Linked DNA regions of Gossypium hirsutum: all the other regions are linked to region 3. Evidence: chromatin contacts called from public Hi-C data. All regions are on one chromosome and are shown on one strand. The core of a region is the stretch at or near the end of the contact, and the rest is flanking DNA. Distances in the headings are between cores, read along the strand shown.

Region 1 (4,707 bases), core at 1,326-3,825, 150 kb after region 3:
TTATACTATTATTTTATAATTTTAAAAAAGAAATAACTGGAAATTTGTATAATTTTTATGTTGGTGGTTATGCTATAATTTGATAATTTCAGATAGAACATCCTTGGAAGTTGGAAGTTATGGCACTAACAATCATCAAATTATTGGTTTTCTAAATAAAAAACATGTTCTTGAGCCAAAATTTGGAAATTTTCCAAAAAACTAAAAGTTTCCTTAGTTTGATAAAGAGAAGTAGATCCAACACCAAATCTATAAATTCTCTTATCAAGCTCAATTAAGCTATATCCAGGAACCTTCCTAAGACCTATGCCTTTCATTAATGATCTCACCTTCTCAAATTCCTTCCAGTTTCCTTCCTCACCATATATATTAGATAACAAGGTGTAGTATCCAGTGTCATCTGTATGAATATCTACAAGGTCTTCTTCAATGGCTTTGATCATGTCCATCCTGTGGTGGATTCGACAACCATTAAGCAGCGCACTCCAAATGCTTGCATCTGCGGGATATGGCATCGATTTGATGATTCTATATGCTTCACTGAGATCACCACCGCGACTTAGAAGGTCAACCATACAGGCGTAATGTTCTGAGTTGGGCTCAACACCAAAATCCCTCATCGACTTAAAATAAGATTTTCCATCTTCCACAGATCCTGCATGACTGCAAGCCGAAAGAATGTTCATGAAGGTAACTTGATTAGGTCTTATGCCTGACTCTACCATTTGATTGAAAAGTGAGATGGCAGCATTCACCCTACCGTGTGCTCCATATCCAGCAATCATCACAGTCCATGACACCACACTTTTCTCTGACATGCTATCAAAAACCCTTTGGGCTGTTACAAGGTCTCCACACTTGGCATACATGTCAGTTAAAGCTGTATCGATATAGAGATCTGTATTTACACCATAGGTAAGAAGCTTGTGGTGAAGCCATTTTCCTTTCTCAAGATAACCCAAATTGGAGCATGCTTGAAGCACGCTTAAGAAAGTAACATCATTCATCTCAAGACCGTTCAAGTACATTTGATCACAAAGGCTAATTGCCTCTACAGAATTTCCATTTTGATGGAATCCGCAAATCATAGAATTCCATGTTACAACACTTTTTTCGTTGATATCATCAAAGATAGTGTATGCTAATTCCGTCAAGCCACATTTTGAGTACATATCAATTAGCGAATTCTGGACAAACTCATCCGAAAGGCCTCTTTTGATGATATGACCATGCATCTGATCTCCAAACAGCAATAAACCTCCATCAGCACAAGCTGAGATAGAACTTGCTAGGCTGAATGAATCAGGCATTAATCCCAAGGTCTGCATCTGCACAAGGTGTGCCAATGCCTCTTTTAACAACCCTTTCTCAGTACAAATTGATATGACCATATTCCATGCCACGATATTTCTTCCTCCAACAACGTGAAGAACCTTTTCACAATAGTTCAACTTTCCACATTTCATATATAGTTCTATGAAAACAGGCCCTAAAACATCGTACTCAAGATCCATTTCTTTCCTAATAATGTAACAGTGAACCGACTTCCCTTCTCTAAGCCAGCCTAGCCCTGCAAAAGACCCTAAAACACTCATCATGGTCACTGAATTCGGTTCCACACGAGAATCTAACATATCAAAGAAAGACTTTAACGCTTCTGCAAACCTACCTGCTCTAAAATAGCTAGATATCATTGCAGTCCACAATGCAGTACTACGGTTCGTTATATTTAGAAAGATCCTCTCTGCACTATCCAAGTCACCACATTTGCTATACATTGCAACAAGGGAACTAGCCAATGAACCATCAATTTCAATCCTCCTCCTCACTATATAACCATGAATCAGCCTTGCTAATTTCAGAAATCCCAAGTCGCCACAAGCCTCAGCTACACTAAGCATTGCTATGGAGTCCGGTCTAATACCTTCCAATACCATTAAACGGAACATCTCCAAGCCTTCATTTGCCTTCCCATTCTCAACATAACTCAAAATAATCGAACTCCAGGAAACCAAGTCTTTTATTGTCATTTCATCAAACATTTTCTTAGCATAACTTAAACATCCCATTTCGCCGTACATGGAAAGAAGTGAAGACTGAATAACAGTATCTTTCTCAAACCCATTTTTTATAATGGTCCCATGGACCATTTCACCAATACCCAGATCACCAAAACCAGAACAGGCCCTCAAAAGAGAAGGAAATATGAAGTTACTCATGTGGAGTTGGTCATTCTTTATCATAGTGAGGTAGAGAAAAATGGCATCTTGAAACAAGTTGCTCCAAACAGAGCATTTAATTAGAACACCCCACATGAAAGAATCTGGGTTAGGGAAGCATCTGAAAACAAGTTTGGAAGATTGAAAAGAACCCATTTGGGAATAGGATTCAATGAGCTTGGTGGAAGGGAGTGGGTCATGGTGAAACCCAGTAACTAAGAGGTGGGCATGGAGTTGTGCTAGTGATCTGAGATTGGTGCATGATCTGAATAATGGCATGTAAAGGGTGGTCATTGCAGAAGCGAGAGAGTGAGCGTGGAAAGAGAGAAGTCGCGAAGGCCACCAAGTGGTGAAGTATGAACTGACCATAGCAACAACAGTAGTTTGGGCTCTTGGCCCATTTTTTATGTAGAGATAGCGGAATAAAATGAGGGAACCAAACCCAGAGGTGTCTCCTCATATTCCAAAAAAATTGGGATGGTTAAGATTTTAATTTTAATTTTCAAATATTAAATCCCTAACTAAGTTTATATTACATATGAATTCTTTCCAATTCAATTGCAATTTATTTTTTAAAAAACCAACAATTATAAAATTCTATTATTTTGTAACAATGTATTTTTTTTTATGCCTTTTAACTTTTTATCAACTATCAATTTTTGAATAGGATCAAATTTGTTTAACTGCAAACTAATCCGAGTAGTATTGTAAAAAAAAAAGACGCAAAAGAACCAATTAACCTTTAAAACAGTTCTAGCCGATGGAACTACATTTTATAATTTTCTAAAATATATTATCTTTTAATTTTTATAATTTTTTTAGTTGGACTGATTATAATTCTGCTTTTCTTTTAACTATAATTATTTTCTCGAAATATAAAATTTTATTTCTCCTAGAGTGTCACAATTTGTTGAAGTTTAATCAATCTATTTAATTCTATTGAATCAGACGTCTGATGAGTGCTTTGCTGCCCTGGGTATAGAAGTTGATTAGTTCCCATTATCACCTAATCGTTGCTTTCTTTTAATCTAAAAAATAAATAATAGATATGTGATTGTTAGAGAGAGATAATTGTTGTAAGCCAAATAAAGAAAGTAAGAATTATGTTTGAAAAAAGAAAGCTTATTTTATTTTACAATATTAAAAGACATATAACATGTACTTGTATTCTTGCTTTTGTGCATATTTTATTTTATATTTTTTCAAATGATTAATTATGAAATTTATATATCTAACAAGTTCAATTAATCAGTATGAGTTATCAATTTAAATTAATTAATTTATCATGAGTTATTAAATTCAAATAATCAATTTATAAATTTAAAATATTCCAAATTCATAGTAGAATATTTAGTTTCACTCCTTGAAGCTTATTTTCATTTAATAAAATGTGAGTAATAGATTTTTTTATGTGAAATTTAAAAATTTTATCAAAATAATATTTTAATTAATAATATATTTATTTAATAAATTATAATTAATAGGTTTGCTTATATAGAATAGCTATAATTTTACTTTAAATTTTAGAGAATATGTTTTATTTCGTAACTATGGATCTTGCTGTTAATAGTGAAAAGCTATTCTAAAATGTTAAAATAAAATATAAAAAATTGATTATACTAGAAACTTGATTATTATAACAAAATGTTAAAACGGATGACCGCTATAAAGACCGCATTGATTTTAATTTTCTTCTTACAATACTAAACTGTCACTGGAACCAATAATCTCGCACACAAGTAGCTCGAAGTGCCGACGAGCTATGTGAAGTTCAGTTGGGAAAACTGCCTCCTCACTTGAGAGCAGCTCTACCAGATATTCATCCATCCATTTGGGGTTAGTTGGTCAAAAGATATTTCCATCCTCCAGGAAGCATCTGTTGCGGTAGATAATAATGGAGTCCCTTAAGCAATGTACTCTTTGGTTTTCAACAGGATGAGGACGATTCCTCGTGGGCTTCCCTTAACGTTTCTGAAAACAAGTGAAAATATTTCAGGTAGTGCATGTTGAATCTCCTCTCTTACTCTTCACGATCTGTGCTCCATTCGGCAATCTTCTTATCTCCCTTCATACTCTGAGATTTGATTCATTTCAAATTGAAAAATAAGGGTTTTCAACATATGAAGTCGTGAGGTCATTGCTGCTAAGCTATGAATATGCAGCAAATGAAATGAGACAAGAAGATGACCATTCAAGGGCTTGTTTACATTGCTTTCTCATGTTAATCTGCTTCTTGTTCTTTTATGCATTGTTCCAACACGATTAAGAGTTGATGCAAATGGGTCAGCTAGCATAGGCTTCAGTTCATTTAGAAATCAGGTTGTGTCACAGTGCAACAAAATTTGTAACCTATATTATCTGCTTCTGCTCAATTGTGTTAGCGAAAACACTTGGATACCTAGTTGAACTCTAATATACAGCTGAAGTCATGTGACATTCATAAGTCCTGCCTAAGACCACGACAGTGTGCCAGTTTTTACATCCCAAT
Region 2 (4,310 bases), core at 1,487-3,986, 190 kb before region 3:
CCTTCTCTAACAGAAATAATGGCATCCAAATGTAGCTCTTCCCTTCCTCTTTTACCTTATTAGGTCAAGTTTTGCTAAAACAACCCTAATATCTAGAGATTTCCACATGAGGCACAAAGGAACATTGCTATCTTTGTCACAGGGGCAAAGTTAAAAAATTTCTTTAGTAGACCGAAATTAAATTGTAATTTTTATGATAGTAAAAAAATATTTTTTAAAGGATTAAATTAAAATTTTATCATTTTAAAGGGTCAAAGTGTAATTTTATCTTTACTAGTTTAAAATTTTAAAAATTTTAAAGGATCAAAATAAAAAATTTTCCATTCTAAGGGGCCGGGCCCCTGCCTAAATTCAGCTTTGCTTTGTCATCCAAATGAAGCCAATTTGAACTATATTTCTTTTTTCTCTTTTATTGGTTTCTTATTATTAGTTTGCTTCTTATAGGTTCAATTTCATTTGGAGTTACGGTATAGGCCTTGAATGATTCATTTTTCTTTAGTACTATTTCAAGTTAGATGGGGCTAATAGTGGCTATGAGAGAAGGGTTCGGTTGAATTTGTTGATTGGTATTGATGTTATGTTTATTGCTAAATGTAAGGGTGAGCATTCAATTGAATCGAATGTAAATATTTTGAGTTAATCGAGTTGATGAATCTTATTTTATCATTCTAACTTGATTTGAAATTTTCTCGAATTGAGTTCAGTGAGATTGAATTCAAATCGAATCGAATCGAATATATTTGTTCGAGATAAATTAAAAAAATAATTTTGAGTCCTTGTAATCACTGTCACCTACCGTAATCAAATTTATTATTAACTTTTATCCCCTCATAATTTATTTATTAATATTTTATATACGGGTTATCTTCTTTGCTTACTTAGTTGTTTTAATTATCTTCTGATTCTTGTCACTATGTATTTTGAAATTAAAAAATATATTAAATGTAAAAAAAATATGATTTTTTAAATAAAATTTATCTTAAAGATAAAATGTACAATTGATACCAACATAAAATTTTAACACAAATATTTTACAGCATAATCAATAATTTAATTTTAACAAAAAATTGTAAAGATTCAATATGATTAAACAATTCAATAATATAAATAATGTAAAATATGAAATTTAATTTAATAATATAAATAGTAAATATAAATAAAAAATTATTATTATTTAGGTTTAGGGGTTTTTTTTTGGATGATTTTAATTTTTGATTTGAGGGTAAAATGTGAGAAGTAAAAGTTTAGGGAGAAAATAAAATGTTTTGGGGTTGAGGGAGGGGATATTAAAAAAAATTTGAGAGTTGGGGGGAATGGGTTTGGGATAAGAGCGGAGGATAGGAGGGGAGTAAAAGTTTTAGGAGAAAATAAAAAGTTTTAGAGGTTGAGGAAGTAAAATGCTGAGGGGTAGAAGGGGGTAGGATGAGAGGGGAATAAAAAATTTTGAAGAAAGTAAATATGTTTGGGAGTTTGGGGTAAAAATGTAAAATATTATAGTTTGGTATTAGGTTTATTCGAATTCAAAAATTAAACTCGATTTGAACTCGAAATTCAAAAAAGAATTCGAATTGACTTGAATAAATCGAATAACTTAATTCATTTAACTTGAAATTTGAATTTTTTTCGACTTTTTCGAGTTGAATCAAGTTTTGTTCACTCCTAACTAAATGGTTAGAAGTTGAAAAAAGATGGTGGGATTGATTCAATGGTACAAATGTTATTGGAGAATTTATGCAATTAATGTTATAGTGAAGAAAAGATGTTAGAAATGGGAGATGGGTAACAAAGGTGGATGTTGTGGTATTGACAAGGTAGTGGGTGGATGGTGGCTCAGCTTAATGGATGAAAATTGGTGATAGAGGTTGTATAGTGGTAGGAATATTGAAAGGGGTTTGATGATGCGCAATCGTGATGGTGTAGAAAGATTCAATAATAAGCTAGCTGAGAACAATATTCTAATTTATTTTTGAAAATTCCAATTGCAAAGCCCATCATTCTTTGTTGTTGGTGCTGCTTTATCTTAGAATTCGAGAGTACCTAAAATGAGACTTTTATCTTGCAATCATTATATAGTTGGTGTCACTGGGGATGGCTAAAGAGGTCACCACTTGTCCCAATAAGTTAAAGGATCAAATTATAAAACATAGAAAATTAAGGCTTTTTTTTTTAAATTTCATTTTTAAATTTTTATAATTTTATAAAATTTATACATTTAGAAATATAAATTCAAAATATTATAAATTTAATCGACTAGAATCCAAAATTTTATTCAACATTGAAATAAAATGAAATTGATGTAGCTCAAATTTCAATGAAGTTTTAAATTTCAACCATTAAATTTATTAAAATCATTTTAATTCTTATTTAATAAAAACATTAATACAATGTCATTTTTTCTAAAGAAATGGTAATTCTTTTTTTTTTTTTTTATAAATTTATAAACCTTTTATTATTATTTTATAAAATATATTATTTTTCATATTAAAGAAATAAATTTACAAAAAAAATGATAATTTTTTAAAAATTTATATGTTTTTCATTATTTTATAAAGTAACATTCTAATCGGTGCACCAACTAAATCCGTTGGTTGCACGGGTATACAAACTAGTATTATGATAAATTTAATTTGATTTCATTGTAAAAGAAATTAATGGACCTTACAGTAATTTTATATAGAACCGGACCGGTTTATCTTTAAAGGTCCAGGTGAATAACAAAGGACAAAAAATGCTGTTTGGGCATCGAAAAACCAAAATTAGTCCAATCCGGTTTTCTTAGTGGACCGCCTCGTATACAAAAGCCCCCGAACCGTATCCTCGCTTCCCATCGCCTCTTTACCCTCTTTCACGATCCCCAAATTAATCCGAAAATCGATCTCGGATTTTCTCATCGTTCTTCATCAAATCTGTAAATCACGTAATTATCTATTTGATTCTCGCTATTTTCTTTTGATTGATCTCTCTTTCTGTCGCAGCCGTTCAATTTTTGCTTCTCTAGGGTTAGGGTTATTCGATCTCCTCGATCGGGCCCTTTTTGTTGATCGATCTCTCATAGGTTTTGTTTCCTCTTCGATTTTTGTTGATTTCCCTTTGTGATTCGCTCTAATTTTGTCTGATTATTCTTGGTTTGTTTTTTTAGGGTTTAGTTTCTTCGATTCGTTAGGGTTCGTCTCTATGTGTGAATTCGTAGAGGGTTTCGGTGTTTTACGTGACCTCGAGATTGTCTACAAGAGTTTTATGCTGTCAATTCGTCGTTTCCTCGGCGAATTGGGAATTTAGGGTTAGGGTTTTCTTGTAAATTTAGGGCTTCAACCTGGTAGTCAAATTAATTTAGGGAAACGTCTCTTCCCATACTTGAATCAATTTTAGTGCCTAATTAAGTGCTTTCATCGTCTTAGTTGAGGCTTCCTAGGCTTTTAATTCTTCTCCACTTTTTTCCAGTTCAATTGAAGTTTCAATTCATCACAATTTAGAAGTAATTGACTCCACCTAACATAAATTTTTATCCATTTCATCATTAGTAAGTGGTTAATATGTTAATTCTTTCCTTTTATTATGCATTTGACTAAATTTTAATTTATTAACCTTGTTAGCTTTCCATGCAAAGTCAAATAAGTTAGTTTGCCTGTACTATGAATTGGTATGTGCATCATAATTAGCATTAGTACCATGGTGGTCCCAAGCACTATTGTATTTTTTTTTCTGTCTAAATGAGCTTCAGGTTAATTTATTTGTTTATTGCTTGTGTCAAGTGTTCTTTGACATAAGCTTGATGCTCCCTTTCTTAGTCTTCTATTTCATGTATTTTTCTGTCTTACTATGTGCCACTATGTTTTTTTCTGTATACTCTGTGATCGACATGCATCTATATCTTTTCTATTATTATTGTTTTACCTTATATTCATAATTAACATTTTTGTCCCGCAGGTTGTAAATGGGATTTAAGCGCCCTTTTGACAGTGAGGAGTTGCAGGAACTTCCTTTCAAGCATCCAAGACAGTTTGACAATAACAACAAATTGACTCAGTTTGCTGATACTATTTCCCATAGCTATACCCATCAGAATCCCCATATTTCAGGTAATGTGTTCTCTGGCTTTTCTGCTTGTTTTTATGGGAATGATTCTTATTCTGCTGCATGGTTTTATTATTGATGTGATCTTCCTCTTTGTGACAGTTGATGTTGAGGGTGGATTTCGTAAATGCCAATGGGATGAAGCATTTGAAACTGGTGGTCTTAATGATGAAAGACCTTTGGTTGATAAGGATTTTGAGACTAGTGCTCCCTTGTCTTTGATCACTAGCATTTCT
Region 3 (4,582 bases), core at 1,896-4,395:
GTGGTATATATTATTTTGCTAACGTCATAAGCAGATAGTTACACGGGATGAGGACATAGGCGTGACCCAAGCCACATGGGCGTGTGTGACCACACGGCCCCACCCACACGAGCGTGTGACTCTCTAAAGCAAGAAAATTTATTAAGTTGCCTAAAGTTTATCAAATGTTTTCGGTTTTGTCCCAAACTGCCCCAATGTATGTTTTAGGCCTCGAAGGCCTGTATAAGGGACGATATGCATGTATTTGAAAAGTTTTAATTTTGGGCAAAATTTGGTGACCCGATTTTGTATGTTTGTGAATGTTTAAGTTCGATAACACCTCGAGCCCTGTCCCGACGTTGGATACGGGTGAGGGGTGTTACATTGCCTACATCCTCGGGCACTGCCAAATATATTTCACTCCAAAATACAAGTGAAAATTTACAAATAGGGAGAGAGAACAATGCTTTAAGTAGAGAATAACAAATGTGGGATGATTCAAATGAGAAATGGTTAGGCCTATTTATAGTTGAGGTTCAGGGACCAACTTGCAAAATCACTATACAATTAGGGACCAAAAATCTTGCAAATATCTCATGCCAAATCTCAATCCCACTTTTGGTGCCTTAAATCTCAGATTTCTAGTACCAACATTTTGATACCCATATCTTTGTCTTTCCAAAATATGGATGATTGCCAATAAAAACATTCTAGTATTTACATTTATGGCCGAATGTTAGCTATTAATCTAACTAGTTGTGTCCTATAAATATTAGGTTTAAGCATTGTAAAAGGTTAGATGTTTTATGATAAAAATTCATTCGAGTTAAACTATTTGTTCTTTAAGAACTTACCGAACTTATCAAAAAAATATTTTCTTGTGGCGTTCACCAACTCGATCTTATCACTTTGTTTTCCATTCCAAAGTTTGGCGATCAACCTTATCCACCCAAAATTTCGAGTGTTAACAACAATATAGAAAATGGGTCACGTTGTTCTATAGCGTCGATTCTTTTCTGGTTGTCTATATTCGCAAGTTATATCCAAGTTTAGCCTTTCATTTATTTATTTCTTCATATTTCTATTATTAACCAAGCAAGTACCTATTTAGATAACCGGGACACTTAAATCATGAATTAACTCGTAACCGAGTTTACGTCACCAACACCGAAAATAGAAGGGGACTCAATAATATAAATTGGGGATGAGTCTGAGGAGAAAAGATGTACCACCACATACCATAATTGAGAGGATTTGACTTAAAAGTTTAGAGTGAAAAAGAAAAGCATTATCTTGAGAGCATTAAGGTGAGAACGGTGCTTAAGAGAAGAGGAGAGCGACCATGAGAGAGCAAGCAAAAGTTAGCCACGGAGAACCATCAGATTTAGCTATCATCTCTTCTTAAATGTTTAACAGCTTCAGAGAACCACTATTGGCTATTCATCTTTCATCTTTCTTTTGTCTTATTTGTTATTGTGTTGTTAGGTTGATAAACATGATTACAAATTGTCTTCTTGCTTTTAATTTAATGATCATGGCTTAATATTGTTTTACTAGAATGATTATTGATATTTGATATGCTATTGTTGATTTTTTGCTATTAATGTTTGTATATATCATTGTTTATTCATTCAAGTAATTTACATGTCAAACTTACAAATGCATGGCCAACATTGGTAAGTAATTGAATTAATTATTTAATCTGAGAACAGGTACAACTTAAATGGTGCATGTTGAAATGATATCGAGAGACAATTGTTGCATGCATAGTCCTTATGTATGATGCTTGAGAAGGTGATCTTGGTGTTAATTTGGCATAGATATATGTTAACTAAAAGGTTGATGTAGGACTTCAAGAGAAGCCTACGGCTTGAAGAAATTGAATTAATAAATTGTCATATTTCCACGAAGTCATTGAACATATTATAGAATTGTTTTTAATGATTGTCTGTTAAGGAGAAAAAATTATTCTAACCTTTCATGTCATTGTTGTAAGTGTTAAACTTTTCCACTGTTATTATCTTTTGTGTTGTTATTTAATTTGTTTTGCATACTTAGTTTAATTTAGTTTGAGTCATTAATTAAATCCTCACATCCAAAATCTTAATTACTTTTCGAATTGTTAATAATTAAATTTTGCAATTGTTGACTTACATATACAATCCATGTGGAGATGATAACTCTATACTTACTACTGTATTACTTGTTTACAACTGTGTACCTTTGCACATCATTTGAATATTGCGAACATTAAGTAGCCACCTAGGCAGCTCAAGCTGTTGCTTAGGCGATACTGATTAATAACGACTATTCATTAAGAAGCCGCGTAGGCGACACAAGTTGCCGCTCAGGCAATACTATAACCATAAAACATTGCCATATCAATATTTCATACTACCATAAAACATTGCCATATCATCTCAATGGGTTTCAAAACACTATAAATTAATTTCGAAGGAAGATGCGAAGCTCCAAGCTCACACCTTAAAATTCTCGTTGAATCCTTTACCTACACGTTTTAAACAACCAATGTAAGTAGCAATGGATAAACCTACTTATCCTACCTTGTTAGTGTTAAGACCTTCTTAACCATGTTATGTCATTGCATTCAAGCCACATTTTAGTATCATTAACGAATTCATTTGGCCTCCGTAATTAGTTTAGGCATTGAGGAGAGAATTGGCAGAACAGAGGCCACCCAAAGGGAGCTTGTAGTGAACCTTAAGGTTTCCGAGGAGCAGTGGCAAGGAATGAGATCCAAGAATAAGGTGATTTATAAGCAAAATGAGGAACTCGGTGGGAGGTTGGGGGCTGAGCAGGTGAAAAATGATGAACTAACCAGTGATGTCGCAGCTTTGCGTGCTGAGTTGAAGAAGTTGTCGAAGAGCACAAATTGGCTGTCAACCGAATCAATGCTGATCACGAGGATGCAACAGCAGCGTTGAAGAAGGTCTATTAATATAGAGATGTAATTAGAATAATTAGAAGTTTAAAAGATGTTTAGTGAAATATAAAATGCAGGAGTGTGGGTTAGGCCGTTAATCAAGGCGGATGAATAGTAGACAAATAAAACCGAAGGAAAAGCATGTAAAAAACCGGGCCCACATATGTTCCCAAGATATTTGAAAAAATAAAAATAACAACCGGGGGTTGACTTTCCAAATTTGCGCGCGCCTCTCCCGACCAAACTTAACTGAATCCGACACACTCTCAGCAAAATATCTGTGAACTCAGGTTTCCAATTTTTCCAACTTTCGTTTTTGATGATCTCCTTCTTCAATTGATATTTTTTTTAAAAGAACTATAATTGTTGAAAATGGCGCGCTTATTCACTCTTCTCTTCCTTTTCTTTCCAGTTCTCAACCTTTCCTTCTGCAAAACTCTCAAACGCGATGGTAATTTTACTTTTTTTTTCTTAATTATTGCTCCTTTATTTTTCTTTTTTTCTTTTTTTTTTTTAAATTTGGTATTCGATTTCGTTATGGCAGTTAAAGCACTGAACGAAATAAAGGCGTCGTTAGGTTGGAGAGTGGTGTACGCTTGGGTCGGTGACGATCCTTGCGGCGATGGAAATCTGCCGCCGTGGTCCGGTATCACCTGCACCCTCATGGGTGACTACAGAGTTGTCACCGAATTGTAATTTTCATTTTCTTCACTATTTTTCTATTTTTAATTAAAAACTTTCATTTTTAAAATTTAAATAATTAGCTTCCTCTTAATTTTCAGAGAAGTTTATGCAGTGTCAATCGTGGGGCCGTTTCCCGTTCCGGTGACAAATTTGTTCGATCTTACAAGACTGTATGAATATAATTAATCTTTTCGTTACCATTAATTTCCTTCTTTTGTTTCGTTGAATTAAAATAAGTTATTAAATTGTTGCTTATTACAGTGATATGCATAATAACAAGCTGACCGGACCCATTCCGCCTCAAATCGAGCGGCTTAAACGTCTTAAAATACTGTATGGTTCCTTTGTTTCTCTTTGGTTTTAATCAACATTATATGTTGTTCAGAGCTAGAATCTAAGGTTATGAAATAATGGGTTATTTCCTGTTTTTTGGTTTAGTAATTTGAGATGGAATAAGCTACAAGATGTTCTTCCTTCTGAAATTGGTGAACTTAAGAGTCTAACACATCTGTAAGTAGCACTTCCAAGTGTCTTTATGTGTGCGTTTCATATTATGATCTTCAAGATTATTGTTTCATACTGACCTCAAACTTGTGTAGGTATCTGAGCTTCAATAACTTTAAAGGGGAAATCCCGAAGGAGCTAGCGAGTCTACCGGAGCTTCGTTACTTACATCTGCATCAAAACCGGTTTTCAGGCCGGATTCCAGCAGAGTTAGGTACTTTGGAGAAACTTCAGCACTTGTAAGATGCCAAATCTCCTTAAATGTATAATGTTCTTAGTGAACCTTCCTTCACCGGCTTCTAATTCCATATGTTTGGTAGGGATGTTGGGAACAATCATTTGGTCGGTACTATAAAACAGCTCATAAGCATGTATGGTTGTTTCCCATCGCTTCGAAACCTGTAAGTTGACAATAACTTCACTCAAACCGTTACCACCTTCATTAAATCCAATGAATGGATAATTGCTGCG

What was found. A called contact is a pair of places that touch in the nucleus more often than the background predicts.
Region 1: a Hi-C map of leaf shows a contact between it and region 3, with 1.9 times the contacts expected there. The contact joins the promoter of LOC107887367 here to the promoter of LOC107887362 in region 3. A contact is called at or near these places in 3 of 34 Hi-C or Micro-C datasets (all in leaf).
Region 2: a Hi-C map of leaf shows a contact between it and region 3, with 2.4 times the contacts expected there. The contact joins the promoter of LOC107887358 here to the promoter of LOC107887362 in region 3.

The regions. Positions count from the first base shown.
Region 1 is chrA03:67,309,842-67,314,548 of Gossypium_hirsutum_v2.1, reverse strand. LOC107887367 (putative pentatricopeptide repeat-containing protein At1g69350, mitochondrial) reads right to left here and starts at 2,575. Exons shown (of 1, transcript XM_016811574.2): 1 at 67-2,575. The coding sequence starts at 2,513. The coding sequence ends at 141.
Region 2 is chrA03:67,658,927-67,663,236 of Gossypium_hirsutum_v2.1, reverse strand. It overlaps LOC107887358, which reads left to right and starts at 2,736. Exons shown (of 3, transcript XM_016811560.2): 1 at 2,736-2,917; 2 at 3,928-4,079; 3 at 4,177-4,310. The coding sequence starts at 3,935.
Region 3 is chrA03:67,464,781-67,469,362 of Gossypium_hirsutum_v2.1, reverse strand. It overlaps LOC107887362 (probable leucine-rich repeat receptor-like protein kinase At1g35710), which reads left to right and starts at 3,145. Exons shown (of 11, transcript XM_016811566.2): 1 at 3,145-3,374; 2 at 3,468-3,615; 3 at 3,706-3,777; 4 at 3,869-3,940; 5 at 4,046-4,117; 6 at 4,207-4,350; 7 at 4,432-4,512. The coding sequence starts at 3,296.